Linked DNA regions of Mus musculus: region 1 is linked to region 2. The links are chromatin contacts, called in public HiChIP or PLAC-seq maps. All regions are on one chromosome and are shown on one strand. Each heading gives the region's core, a stretch centred on a gene start, on an enhancer-like site or on the middle of the called end of the contact. The rest is flanking DNA. Distances are from core to core; before and after follow the strand shown. Region 1 overlaps Lbh (limb-bud and heart). Region 2 holds the start of Wdr43 (WD repeat domain 43).

What was found. HiChIP or PLAC-seq counts read pairs in DNA pulled down with a chosen protein or histone mark.
Region 1: a contact with region 2 is called in an H3K27ac HiChIP or PLAC-seq map of regulatory T cell precursor, with 6 times the contacts expected there. The contact joins the enhancer-like site here to the promoter of Wdr43 in region 2. A contact is called at or near these places in 5 of 39 promoter capture datasets (the 3T3-L1 cell line, frontonasal cranial neural crest, hippocampal neurons and 2 more) and 4 of 115 datasets of contacts at active chromatin or transcription factors (astrocytes, embryonic forebrain, large pre-B cells and 1 more).

The regions. Positions count from the first base shown.
Region 1 is chr17:72,935,446-72,941,869 of GRCm38.p6, reverse strand. Lbh (limb-bud and heart) reads right to left here. Exons shown (of 3, transcript NM_029999.4): 3 at 1-2,614. The coding sequence ends at 2,426. Among named protein-coding and RNA genes, the nearest start is that of Lbh, 20 kb to the right of the region's middle. Within about 2 kb of position 2,844, at least 91 of the 459 cell types and tissues checked have an H3K27ac peak or open chromatin away from gene starts, as enhancers often do. A contact at or near this core is called in astrocytes and regulatory T cell precursor, where this site is marked.
Region 2 is chr17:71,613,029-71,618,902 of GRCm38.p6, reverse strand. Wdr43 (WD repeat domain 43) reads right to left here and starts at 2,688. Exons shown (of 18, transcript NM_175639.1): 1 at 2,418-2,688. The coding sequence starts at 2,642. Gm30091 (a long non-coding RNA gene) reads left to right here and starts at 5,519. Exons shown (of 3, transcript XR_385737.3): 1 at 5,519-5,559.

The DNA of each region.
Region 1 (6,424 bases), core at 1,595-4,094, 1.3 Mb before region 2:
CTGAGCCTCAATACAGAACAGACAGAAGTCACAGGAGGTTCATCTCACAACAGGCATGTCACTGAAATACTAGGATTTTTTTTTCAATACGATCAGTTAGAAATACACACAAATTACTTAAAGAAAGAGGAGGAGGAAGACAAGGAAGAAGAGAAGGAAGAGGAAGAGGAGGAGGAGGAGGAGGAGGAGGAGGAGGAGGAGGAGGAGGAGGAGGAGGAAAAGAGGAGGCCAGACAGGAGCTCAGCCACTTGTCCAAGAGCAGCTGGGTCCCCCCAACAGGCTCAACCGCTGAGGGGCCTGTAGCGGTCAGCCCCTGACCTGCTCAGACAGCACATGGTTGTTCAACACAGTCTAGTGACCAGCAAAAGGAAGAAGCCACCCCAGAGACACACATATACACAAAGCTGATTTGATACTGGATTTACAAGCACATCCCATCACACGGCAAGACCAAGACAGATAACTGGGGTAGGGATGAGAAGACACCACAACACGGGAATTTAAAAGGCCAGACACCTGTCCATAAAGGGAGGCGAGGGATGAGAAACGCTGCGGGGGAACAGGAGTGGGATGAACAGATCTCTGTAGCCAAAACAGAGCAGAGTGGAAGCAAGAGAGAGAGAAGCTCTCTGGTTGCAGGGTTGGCTGCAGCCCTCTCCCACTTCTGCAAGGAGCCGGAAAAAAGTTATTGCCATCGGTGTGTATCACAGGCAGACGACAGAGGGAAGAGACGGGGGAGGGGGTGACCATCGGCATCCCAGAACCAAACCTTGCTGAATGCCGTGTCAACAGCACACCCCCCACGCTCTTGCCCCAACGTGGCCCAGAGCCACACTGACTTTGAGGTATTAAATAGAACCAGACAAACGAGTCCAAAGACGGGGGTCAACCTGGACTGACAAGAGACGTGAGGGGACATTTGTGAGTGCCTTGGTTGGCTAAGTGAAGCCTAAGGAAGGCTTTAAGTCCACCTCTTGACCAAACAGCCCTGCTCTAAAAATTCTGTCCTCTAACCCGCTATTCCAGAAGGTTCTGAGCTATGATCAGAGCTAAATCCAAATGTTAATTTCCCCATGCAACTGCTGCCCTTTCCAGAGACAGGTAAAGTGGGGAAGGAATAAAGGCTGCTATTCTACAAGGATACTCCAGCACACCCTGTATCTTCTCCCAACCTGTGCTCAGGAGCAACAAGAGGAGAAGCCGTGATCTCACAACAGCTACTGTCTCAAACTGGATGCCACAGCTGCTCCACTGGAGGGCTGATTCCCACATGGGAATCAATGCGGCACCACCCAGGCCCCTGCATGGAAGCCCGCTAGCCAGCTTCCCAACCAAGAAGCACACTCTGCTTTTAGCGCCCATGGAAGCCGGGCTGGGAAACCCATTGGAGTGGCCCTGCTGCAGGTCAGATGAACAGTGACAGGCCACAGCATAGCTGGGGACCGTCCACCTGACTGCTGTGGCCAAAGGAGAAAGGAAGGGCAGGCCTGAGAAAGCCGACACTTCTACCCTCCTGCTCCATAGAGATTACATAAGAATTCTTGGGAGATCCACCGTGGGAGGAGGCACTCCCTATTCAGGCTGCAGCCTTGGAGTGCCTCACAAGGGCAGGAAGTGCTCTGGCTGTTCCCCTTATATACTGGGAGGCAGAAGGGGGTAAATAGGGAGAAAAACTCAAAAGTACTATGTCTTAAAGCCTCCCAGGTCCCTGGGGACTCTGACAGCCTGAAGCATCTGGGGAATGGTGGTGGAGTCTTCCTTTCCTCTGTATCCCTCCATCTGGCTTCCTAGGCAGTTTACCTGGCCCGACTTCTCTGTGGGTGACCAAACACACTTGAAATGAAAACAAAGGCTGGTGGCTGTGAGCAACAGAGCAGGAGATAAGGACTTGGTTGTCAGATGCCCCAGTAGCCAGGACAAATGCTGGAAAGAGCAGCACTTCCTGGCTGTAGTTCTCTTTAAAAGTGTAGAGTTTGTTTTGTTTTGTTTTGTTGTTGTTGTTGTTCTTCTTCTAATCCAAAATCTTTCTTGCTCATTTGCTCACCCCCTCAGCCCGAACTGCACCCCCCCCCACACACACACATGTGCACGCACTGCCTCTGGCACTAGAGTTCAGATAGGGATCTTCGAAGCAGCACCCCTTCCCCCCACCCCCCCCTCCACCCCTGTTCTCAGCAACTTCCTTTCTCAGCCTTGCAAGTTGTCAGAGGGCTCCATTGCTCAACGAATTTAAAAACAAACCAAAAAAAAAAAAAAAAAAAAAAAAGAAGAAGAAAAGAAAACCGACTCGGTGATTTTCAGGTGCAAAACGGAAGCCTCGTTTGACATTTTCACAATGACTGTGGCTCATTCTCTTCTTCCATCACCATGGGAAAAACAGTTCAGGTGTGCTGGCTGGCATGACCCAGGCGAGCCTGCGTGGACTCTACTGGTCCTTCTTTTCATTTGTTGTCTCTTCACAGTTGTCTTGCTCATCCTCCTGGACCAGGAATTCCTCAGGAGGCCACCGGAGCTCCCCGCTTTCCACCTCCCCTTCAGTGGGTTCCACCACTATGGAGGGCAGGCGGTCCTTCAGCTTGCAGCAACGGTCAAAGTCTGATGGGTCCGGAAAGATCTGAAAATTTAAAGAACAACGCAGACATCTGGTCATATATACATCTGAAAGAGAAACGTGTTTCTTTCTTTACACACACACACACACACAGAGAGAGAGAGAGAGAGAGAAAGAGAGAGAGAGAGAGAGAGAACACTGGCTGTCTTCCAAGGATTATGTTCTGCCTTCTAAACACTGTGGGTGTAAGACAGAATCCAGGGGAATACGTTCTAGAGAAAACTATCTCTAAGCCAGATTTTTTTTCCCAATCCTAAAGCTAAAATTTTGTGGACCATACCACTGAACAAGAGGGTGGGTGTAACTCTGTTTCTAGTGCTTTACTTCTAGATAAAAGAATAAAAAAAGATCACGTTTCTCACGGTATGCCGGGCTTTGCTTTGGAATAAGCAAGCAGTTAATGCCTGCAATCCACACCATACAGCAGGCGCTAAAACATTACATTTCTGCCAGAATAATTATTGGTGCCCAGAAGAAATAAACAACCAAATCGTTCATCGTTTTAAACTAACACAGTCAAAAATCAAGTGTTGTTCGGGTTATGTTAAAAGTCCCAGGCTTGGGCAAACTAGTCATCTAGGCCCTTCTAGCCTGGACGGAACTAAGGCTCAACCTCAGGTGTGCTTGCTCCCATGCTCCTGTGTCACCTGCCTTTTGGATCTCATCGCAACTGCCAAGTCTAAGCCAGATCCAGATCCAGTCAAGGCCTCCAGTCACAAGCTGCCTGGGAAAAGCATCCACAGTGCCTTCCCTTTTCACCTGTGAGCGAGTCCTGGCTTCTTGCCATCAGTACACCTGGAAGACTCCAATCTCCTCCCAGAGTCCCGTGGAAGAGGCCCCAGTCCACTTATGTGGGTCCTTCCCAGTGCTGACCGAAACACTGAGCCAGGCTATAAAACTAGGGGCCAAGTCTGGCTTTGCTTTGCACATACTGCCCTGTGACTACAGCTGACCCAATTCTTTGCCCAGTAGCTAAGCACTTAATCCACCGAGCTGCTGGTCCCTTGCCATTCATAGCCCTCAGTGACACGCCCAAGAGGAGAGAGGAGCTCTGGTCTGGGAAATCTGGGGCTCACCAGATCACTGACACTTGGCACCTTCAAGGCCATCTCCTCCCACCTCTCTGTCTGACAGACAGGAAACCCAGGCCCCAGAGGGGGAAAGGGGACTTCACTGAAGGTCACACAGTCTGTTCAAATTCAAGTGGATGGAAACAGGCGTTGGGAGAAATCCTGGAAACTTGCCTGTTTTGCTGTACTCGGAGGGCAGAAGAAATGCTTATCCCACCGAACATCTGAGGTCTCCCAGGGTGTCTGATCTCCTAGATGCACTCGGAAGCCCGCGTGGGGCTTCTGAGAATCACGGGCCTCACAAATCGTCCCAATCCCTACAGACCAGTGATTATTAACCATTTATCCAATAAAGGCCTATTGCTTGGGATTAAGCCTTAAGCCAGCTGCAGGAGTACGCATCATTAAAGACTTAAAAGGGCTCATAAAATGTATCGTAATAGCTGCCAGAAGGAAAACAAACCAGGGAGGGGCTGGACCCAGGCGGGTCAGAGAGGTCTGGAGAAACTGGCCACCATGTCCTGTCACACTACCCGCTCTGATGTTTGCCCTTGTTGACTTGGTGGCGGGTTCACACTAATGAGTGTGAGCGGAAAGTGGATCAGCTAGGTTGGGGGGGGGGTCGTTTACTTGCTTTTATGGAGCTGAGCCCCTTCCTGAAGGTGAGGACATAAGGCATCTTCCAAGCATGAGCTCTGAGGTGTGATGCAGGGGCTCCCCGATGATGAAAGCACTCTTTAGTTTACAAAGCTCTATCAGATAGGACTTCACCGAGACAGCACTACCACCCCGGGGTTAGCAAGCATCCGGGACCCTGAAGGTCAAAAGGCAGAGCTAGCATTCAGATCTCATTCTGAACTAGGTAGGATAGACCCAGGATACACATGACCTCTCAAGCCACAGACTATCACAAAGGACTCGGGCAACCCAGGCCGGCAGAAGCAGAGCAACTGATTTTACTATGAGTTAGCAAAGCGATGCTTGTGTTGTATGGAAGACAGTGCTGATGAGCCCAGCCATAGCAGAGCAGAGCCTCTGTCTCCATGATAACAGTATAAAGTAGATAGCTGTACATTCCTAAGGGGGGGGGGGAAGAAGAAGAAGAAGGAGGAGGAGGAGGAGGAGGAGGAGGAGGAGGAGGAGGAGGAGGAAGAGGCTACATTCCTAGAAATCAGCTGCTCCTGGACCCAGATGTCTAAAGGACCCGGATGTCCATTCCTTTGAGGACATAGGGCTAAGGCACTGGCTCTGGATTCGTATTATTCCCTTGACATCCACTGCATGACCCCTGTCAAGGCCTCTCAAGCTCCCCCACCCCCCCACCCCCCCACCCCCGCTCAGTTTCTCCTCCAGAGAAATGAAATGGCCTTCTTATCACACAAGATGGCGTCCAAGTTCTTGGCCAACACAGAAGTAATACAATGCTTGAGGGCAGAAACAAAATTCAAACAACAATGTCTTCTTTGCAATGGCCCCCTCAGATGCAGCGTTAGTTTCCATGCTCCAAGCGTGAAGCCATCCTTCTAACACAGTCATGAAAACAATATCCACCAATGGCTTTCATACCAAAAGCTCCACAGCCAAGTCTTTTAAGTCCTCCGTAGGGGGTGGGGGTGGGGGAGCAATCTGAGCATTGAGAGTCTGATACTGTGGTACTTGCCAAAGACCTTTGCACTGTGACCTACTCAAAGCAGGAACCATTAAAGAGAAAAAGTTATTTTTACAAGTCATTGTATTTGTAAAAAAAAAAAAAATCACTATAATAATTGATATACCCCTTCCATCAGAGATTTTCTTTCATTATCAGATCACAAAGATTTGTGCTTCTGAGAACCATAGCTCTCTCCAAAAAATAAAAAAACAAACAACAACAGAACACGTCCTGCACCAAAACAGCCTCTTTTGTTTCTCCGGGAAAAGCCAGAAAGCCTTGCAAGAGTGTTTCTGAGTCTTTTCCAGCCCAGTCTTATCTCAGGCAGCTGCTTAAGAGGCTGACCCGGAAGAGGTCAGCATTTTTCCACTAAGTCATGGTTTTTAATCATCTAGGCAGCAGAAAAATGAGAGGCTGCAGCTACAATTTGATGGGGTGGGGAAGGCAATGGAAAAAAAAAATGAAAAAGAACTCTCCCGTTGGACTTGCAGAGCACATGACAGGTACGGTTGGGGTGGCAAGCAAACAAAGTACTGCACGCTGGGCTGCCTCAGCGGAACCTGGCAGAACCAAGAAATGCTCTGCTCAGAAACACTGCTTCTAGTTAAACCTTCAAGTCCAAAGAGCCCCATCTTCTCTCAGAGCTGCAAACAAACAAACTGGAAAATCCCTCTACAAAGAGGTTCTTCAGGAGGTATGGGAAGCTCTGATGGGGATCTCCTACCCTCATCCCCTGCAGGGCAAGTTCAGAAGCATCCAGCAGGCAACTGTGTTTTCTTCAGCCCTATCCCTTCCCGTCTCTGCCATCACTACCCTACTGTCACACAGGGGACGCCCAGGATGATGGCATGGACGGAACTAATCAACACCAAGTTCCCACCTACACAAAGGGAATAGGATCTTGTCAATCACACATGCTCCCAAGAACATCTTGGGTTCTACATGAACAGCATGCGTGCAGCCTTCGTGACTGAATTTCACAGGGGACACCTCGGGAGCGGTACCCTTTGCCAGGTGCCCTCTCATCACCATGGGTCCTGACATTTTGGGAACTTGAGAGGATTCCATGGAAAGGGACAGGGAGTTTCAGAA
Region 2 (5,874 bases), core at 1,439-3,938:
ACAAACAAACAAACAAACACAAAAAAAAAAAAACAAAACACATATGCCACCAGAGTAAGTACCATTTAAGTGGGAGCCACTGCTTCTAGAAATAGGTCTGAAGGTGAGACAAATAAGGATTTGGGGGAAAAAAAAAGATAGTATGTCTACTAAATCCCATACCAAACCATACCAATGTACTGGGAACGTGGGCTTTATAATAACATCCATTTTATGTGTCACACTTTAAACACTTAAAAATGTAAAACAGGTTTAGTATGATGATCATCTGAATACTTAAAATACCAGGGCACACAATCCAGTGAGCCCCAAAGCGGAGTTTGAGCGGCTGCCACAAACTCTAAGCCACACACTACCTGGACCTGTAAGCCCACCCCAGCACCAAGCAGACCAGTTAAGTCTACCGCTGAACTGGAAAAATGCTGCTTCCGTGAGTCACATGCTCAGGATGGGAACTGACAGCTCTGCAGCCATCCATGATGAAGTGCAAGGGTAGGAGTTCACCGTGTAAGGGGCTAGGCTGGGATCCTAGTGCTACCGCTTGTTAGTGACCAACCATGCCGTTTAGCTTCCTGAGCCCTGACTGCTTTTCTAGCTCTGATTTTGTGGTACTATTGATTCAATCCAGGGTCTTTCATATGCTAGGCAAGTTTTCTATCTTTGAGCTACATCCCAGCCTAAGTCTGTTTACTAATTCCCAGACATTTAGTAGTTGCATAGCAGAAATGGCAACATATAGATAAAAAGAAAGTGAAACTTACTGGCACTTGAAAGCAGGGCTTGCTGGGGACTGCACCGGCACTCTGGGGATGCTAACCACTGGGCACATCCAATCCAGCACACCACTTGGGAACCAGGACTCGGGTCATCTTGTCACATAAAGTTGCTTTAATTTGAGGAGCTTTGTTGAAAAGTTAAAGTTGGGCTCCTTTAAAAATGGTTGTATCCCTACTGTATCACAGTGGATGAAAATCTCCAAACCGCTATTTTTGAAATTTGGATTTTGTTCTGGGACATAGAAGATTGGAAATGAGTATCTAATACTATCTGTTGAGGACAACCAAGAACTTCAAAGACACGAGTTCCGAGTCTAGTTCCTGTTGGCCTTTATTGAAATTGCTTGCTTTGACATACCTTGTGGACTAAGGACAAAAATACAAGATACTAATACCACTAGTAATTAGCACTTCACTTAAGGCGCTATACACTATTCTAAGTGATTATCCTCATGTTATAAGTAGGGAACAAAAAACACAATTATTACAGAGGCTGGACTCCTACTTTTACAGCCTGGCTACAAGCACTTAGCTAACTGCTCTCTCTGTATTTCTGAGTGTTAGTAAGTACTCTCACCACTTTACAGGACTGTTAAGTTAAAAAGAAAACTGTATAAAGTTAAAAAAAAAAGTGCAGCAGCTCTAATGCTGACAATTACATAACTTTCACAAATCTGATTATGTTTGACTTATAGGGCCTCATATCTGCTCTTTGTCACCAAGAAAAGCTGGAATCCGGTAAGTAGCTAACCACTGTCACACAGAGTATAGCAACTTAGATAAAATAAATTTATGTGAAAGTTTACTCTTGGGATGGGAAGGAGTAAGCTATCCCAACAACTTTAACATCAGTGACAGCAAAACGTCACATATTTTAGGATACCTTTTACACCGGTTCCAGATTTTTGCCTGCCGACTGCCTAACCACGTGCGTGCCGAGATCTAACCGGGTGAGTCAACAGTGAGCAGCATTTACCTGACAGCGAAAAGGATTCCCTAACTAAGCAGTTTCCCAACTACGAGAGAAAAAAAAAAAATCACCAGGACCTACATCATATGCCCTACTCTATTTCACTGTACCTCCGCTGAGAAAGAAGGGAACTTAGAAATGGAAAAGAGTTTGTGGGACGACGAATCCCACAACCTAGAGGCAGAAGGGAACACGTGTTGAACACGCATCCGAGCCGAGGGAAGGGGCTCCCGGAAGGAACTTAACCTAGACGTGCGCATTCCAAGTGCCCAAAGCAAAACCAATACCGGGGTCCGGGATGCGGAAGCGCGAGACGGTCCTAAAGTGCGCACCGGGTAGCTCTGATGGGGACCCAGGCCTGGGAAGTCTGAGGCCGCCCCCCGGGGGAGCAGAGGCTTCGATGAACATGGCGGCCCAGAAGCAGCCGGGGTGCAGACCTCGTGGAGACCGCGGGATCGGGCCGCACCCTCCCGCAGCCCCCCTCGGGCCAGGCCGCACTTTGCAGCCGCGGCGCCGGCCCAAGCGCGCCGCCGGCCCGGCTCCGCGCCTCCTCTCTCCCGGGACGCCCCGGGCCACGCGCGCCAGGGGTGCCACGCGCCTCGCCGCCCGGCCCGGGATGCCGCAGCCCGGCAGGAGGTCCCCGTCCCCGTCGCCGTCCCCGCTCATCCTACCTTGGCCTGCAGCCGTGCTGGCGCCCAGGCCAGGCAGGTGCAGGTACCGCTGAGGTGCGCGGAAGGCACGTACTCCTGGTGCAGCCGGTTGTTGGCGGTCTCCCATACTCGCAGCTGACCGTCACTAGAGGCTAAAGCGAAGTAGGCTTGACTGTCCGGCGAGAAGGCGCAGGGGACCCCCGCCGGGGCCAAGGGGTCGTAGCTACCGCCGCCTCCGGCCGCCATTGCTGCTCTGGCTCCGCGGCAGCCACGTGTTCGCCCGGGCGCAGGCGCACCGGCGCGGGGTGGGGCCTGCAGGGAGGAAGTGGGGCGGAGGGAACGCTGAGAGCCCAAGAAGTGGCTGGTCGTGACGCAGGCCAGCGTTTAGCCGGGCCCACCCTGTGGACGGTGGCTCAGTGGGGTCCTTCTTAACTTGTCCTGCGAAGGAAGCGCGAGGGGAAGTGATTTGCATACTACCGAGCCAGATCCTTCTTTTAAAACTACGTCCTATGAAACAACTAGACGAAATGTTTAAAAGAAATATTTACTTACATCTCCGAGATTGTAACAGCTGTTTCCATGTTTCTTTAGTCTCTTCGAGGACGTGGCCATGTACGTACAATAATTATCCAATCATAGTTCTATCAAAGTTAGAGTTGGGGCTTGAAGAAACAAGATGCCTCTTTTATCTGTGTTAACACACAGAGATACTATTGGACAAGAGAGGAGGTCAAGTTGGGTGTAAATAAAGAATCCGGGCGGTGGTGCCTCACGCCTTTAATCCCAGCACTTGGGAGGCAGAGGCAGGCGGATTTTTGAGTTCGAGGCCAGCCTGGTCTACAGAGTGAGTTCCAGGACAGCCAGGGCTATACAGAGAAACCCTGTCTCAAAAAACAAAAAACAACACACACACACACACACACACACACACAAAAGAAAAAAAAAAAAAAAGAAAAGAGAAACCAAACATATATTCCCATCTGGATGTGTGCCTTTTAATCCCAGCACTCTATCTGAGGCAGACGCAGGCACGGTCTAGAAACTGAATTCTATAACATCGAGGACTATAGGGAAACTGTCTCCAAAAGATAAATGATAGATAGATAGAAGAAATTTTTTCCTTATTTTATTGGTTCTTTTTTTTTAATTATTGGTTATTTTGTTTATTTAAATTTCAAATGTTACCCCCCCCCCGGGTTTCCTCTCCTAGAACCCCCATCCTACCCACCTCCCCCAGGCTGCTTCCTCACCCACATGCACACTCCCGCCCCACCACTCTAGCATTCCCCTACGCCGGGGCATCATGTCTTCACAGGACCAAGGGCCTCCACTCCCTTTGACGACAAACAAGGCCATCCTCTGCTACATATGCAGCTGGAGCCATGGGTCCCTCCTGTGTACTCTTTGGTTGATGGTTTAGTCTCTGGGAGCTCTGATGGTACTGGTTGGTTGATGTTGTTCTTCCAATGGGGCTGCAAGAGCCTCTCAGGAGACATCCATATCAGGCTCCTATCAGCAAGCACTTCCTGGCATCAGCAATAGTATTTAGGTTTGGTGGCTGTATATGGGATGGATCTCCAGGTGGGGCAGTCTCTGGAAGGCCTTTCCTTTAGTCTCTGCTCCACTCTTTGTCCATGTATTTCCTTTAAACAGGAGCAATTCTGGGTTAAAATTTTGAGAAGGGTTAATGGCCCCATCTCTCAACCAGGGACCGTGCCTAACCTCTGGATACAGGTTCTCTCTCCCCTTTGTTGGGTAATTCAGCTAAAGTCATCCCCCTTGGGTCCTGTAAACCTCTTGCTTTCCTAGCGTCTGGGACTTTCTGTTAGCTACCCATCCCCGTTGCTACATGCCTATGTTCAATTTCCTTACCCTCTATAGATCTCCCCTGCTCCTCCCACACCTGTTCCTGCACCCCCCCTCTTTTCCTCTTCCCCTCCTACATTCCTCCCAAGTCTCACTCACCCTCTACCTCCCATGATTATTTTGTTCCCCCTTCTAAGTAGGACTGAAGCATCCACACTTTGGTCTTCGTTCTTCTTGACCTTCATATGGTCTGTAAGTCATATCATGGGTATTCTGGGCTTTTTTCCTAATATCCACTTATCAATGAGTATATACCATGTGTGTTCTTTTGTGACTGTGTTACCTCACTCAGGGTGATATTTTCTAGTTCCAATCATTTGCCTGTGAATTTCATGAAGTCATTGTTTTTTAATGGCTGAGTAGTACTCCATTGTGTAAATGTACCATATTTTCTGTATCTTTTCCTCTCTTGAGGAACAACTGGGTTGTTTCCAGTTTCTTCTGGCTATAATAAATAAGGCTGCTATGAACATAGTGGAGCATATGTCCTTGTTATACGTTGGAGCATTTTTTGGGTATATGCCCAGGAGTGGTATAGCTGGGTCCTCAGGTAGTACTATTATTGAAAGACTCCGAGAGGAGCCCCTCGCTCAGGCCTCGGGACAATAGCGGACACATAAGAACTCACAAGAGAACAAACTTGATGCAAACCACATTAGGCTTTATTTGGGGAAAGCCAGAGCTCTGGGGACGACTCATATCCCACACAGGGGTAGAGGAGTCACCTCCACGGGAAAGAGGTCCCAGTTTTTATAGGCCCTCAGGGGAGAAAGGAAAAGGGAGAGTAGGAGATTTCCAGATCTAAACAATGTCTATCAATGGGTATGGGAGGGGTACAAGGAAAGAGTCTGGTGCAGGTGTAACAACTCCGGATTGGCCTGGCTGTGGTTGCTGGGGGAGATTTTTCCGACTCTTCCCCAGCAGCCAATATCACAAACACCTGGCAATGGGCTTCATCAGTGGGCACACACATGGGTTCAAAGAACAGTCAAAACATTGGCAGACACACGGGTTCAAGGAGTGGCCAGAGCATTGTGCACCTCTATTTTTCTAAATCAGTGAAGCTAGTTCTGCTAGCAATGAAATCTATCTTGCCAATTTCAGGGCTTCTGTGACCTTTTACATTCTGTCAGGATCTTTCACTATGTCCAATTTTCTGAGGAACTGCCAGACTGATTTCCAGAGTGGTTGTACCAACTTGCAATCCCACCAGCAATGAAGGAGTCTTCCTCTTTCTCCACATCCTCGACAGCATCTGCTGACACCTGAGTTTTTCTTATCTTAGCCATTCTCACTGGTAAGAGGTGGAATCTCGGGGTCATTTTGATTTGCATTTCCCTGATGACTAAGGATGTTGAACATTTCTTTAAATGCTTCTCAGCTATGTGTGATTCTTCAGCTGAGAATTCTGTTTAGCTCTGTACCCCTATTTTTTAATTGGGTTATTTGGTTCTTTGGAGTCTAATGTCTTGAGTTCTTTGTATATATTGGATATTAGCCTTCTATCAGATGTAGGGTTGGTAAAGATCTTTTCCCAAATGGTGGGTTGCTGTTTTGTCCTATTGACGGCGTCCTTTGCCTTACAGAAGCTTTGCAATTTTATGAGGTCCCA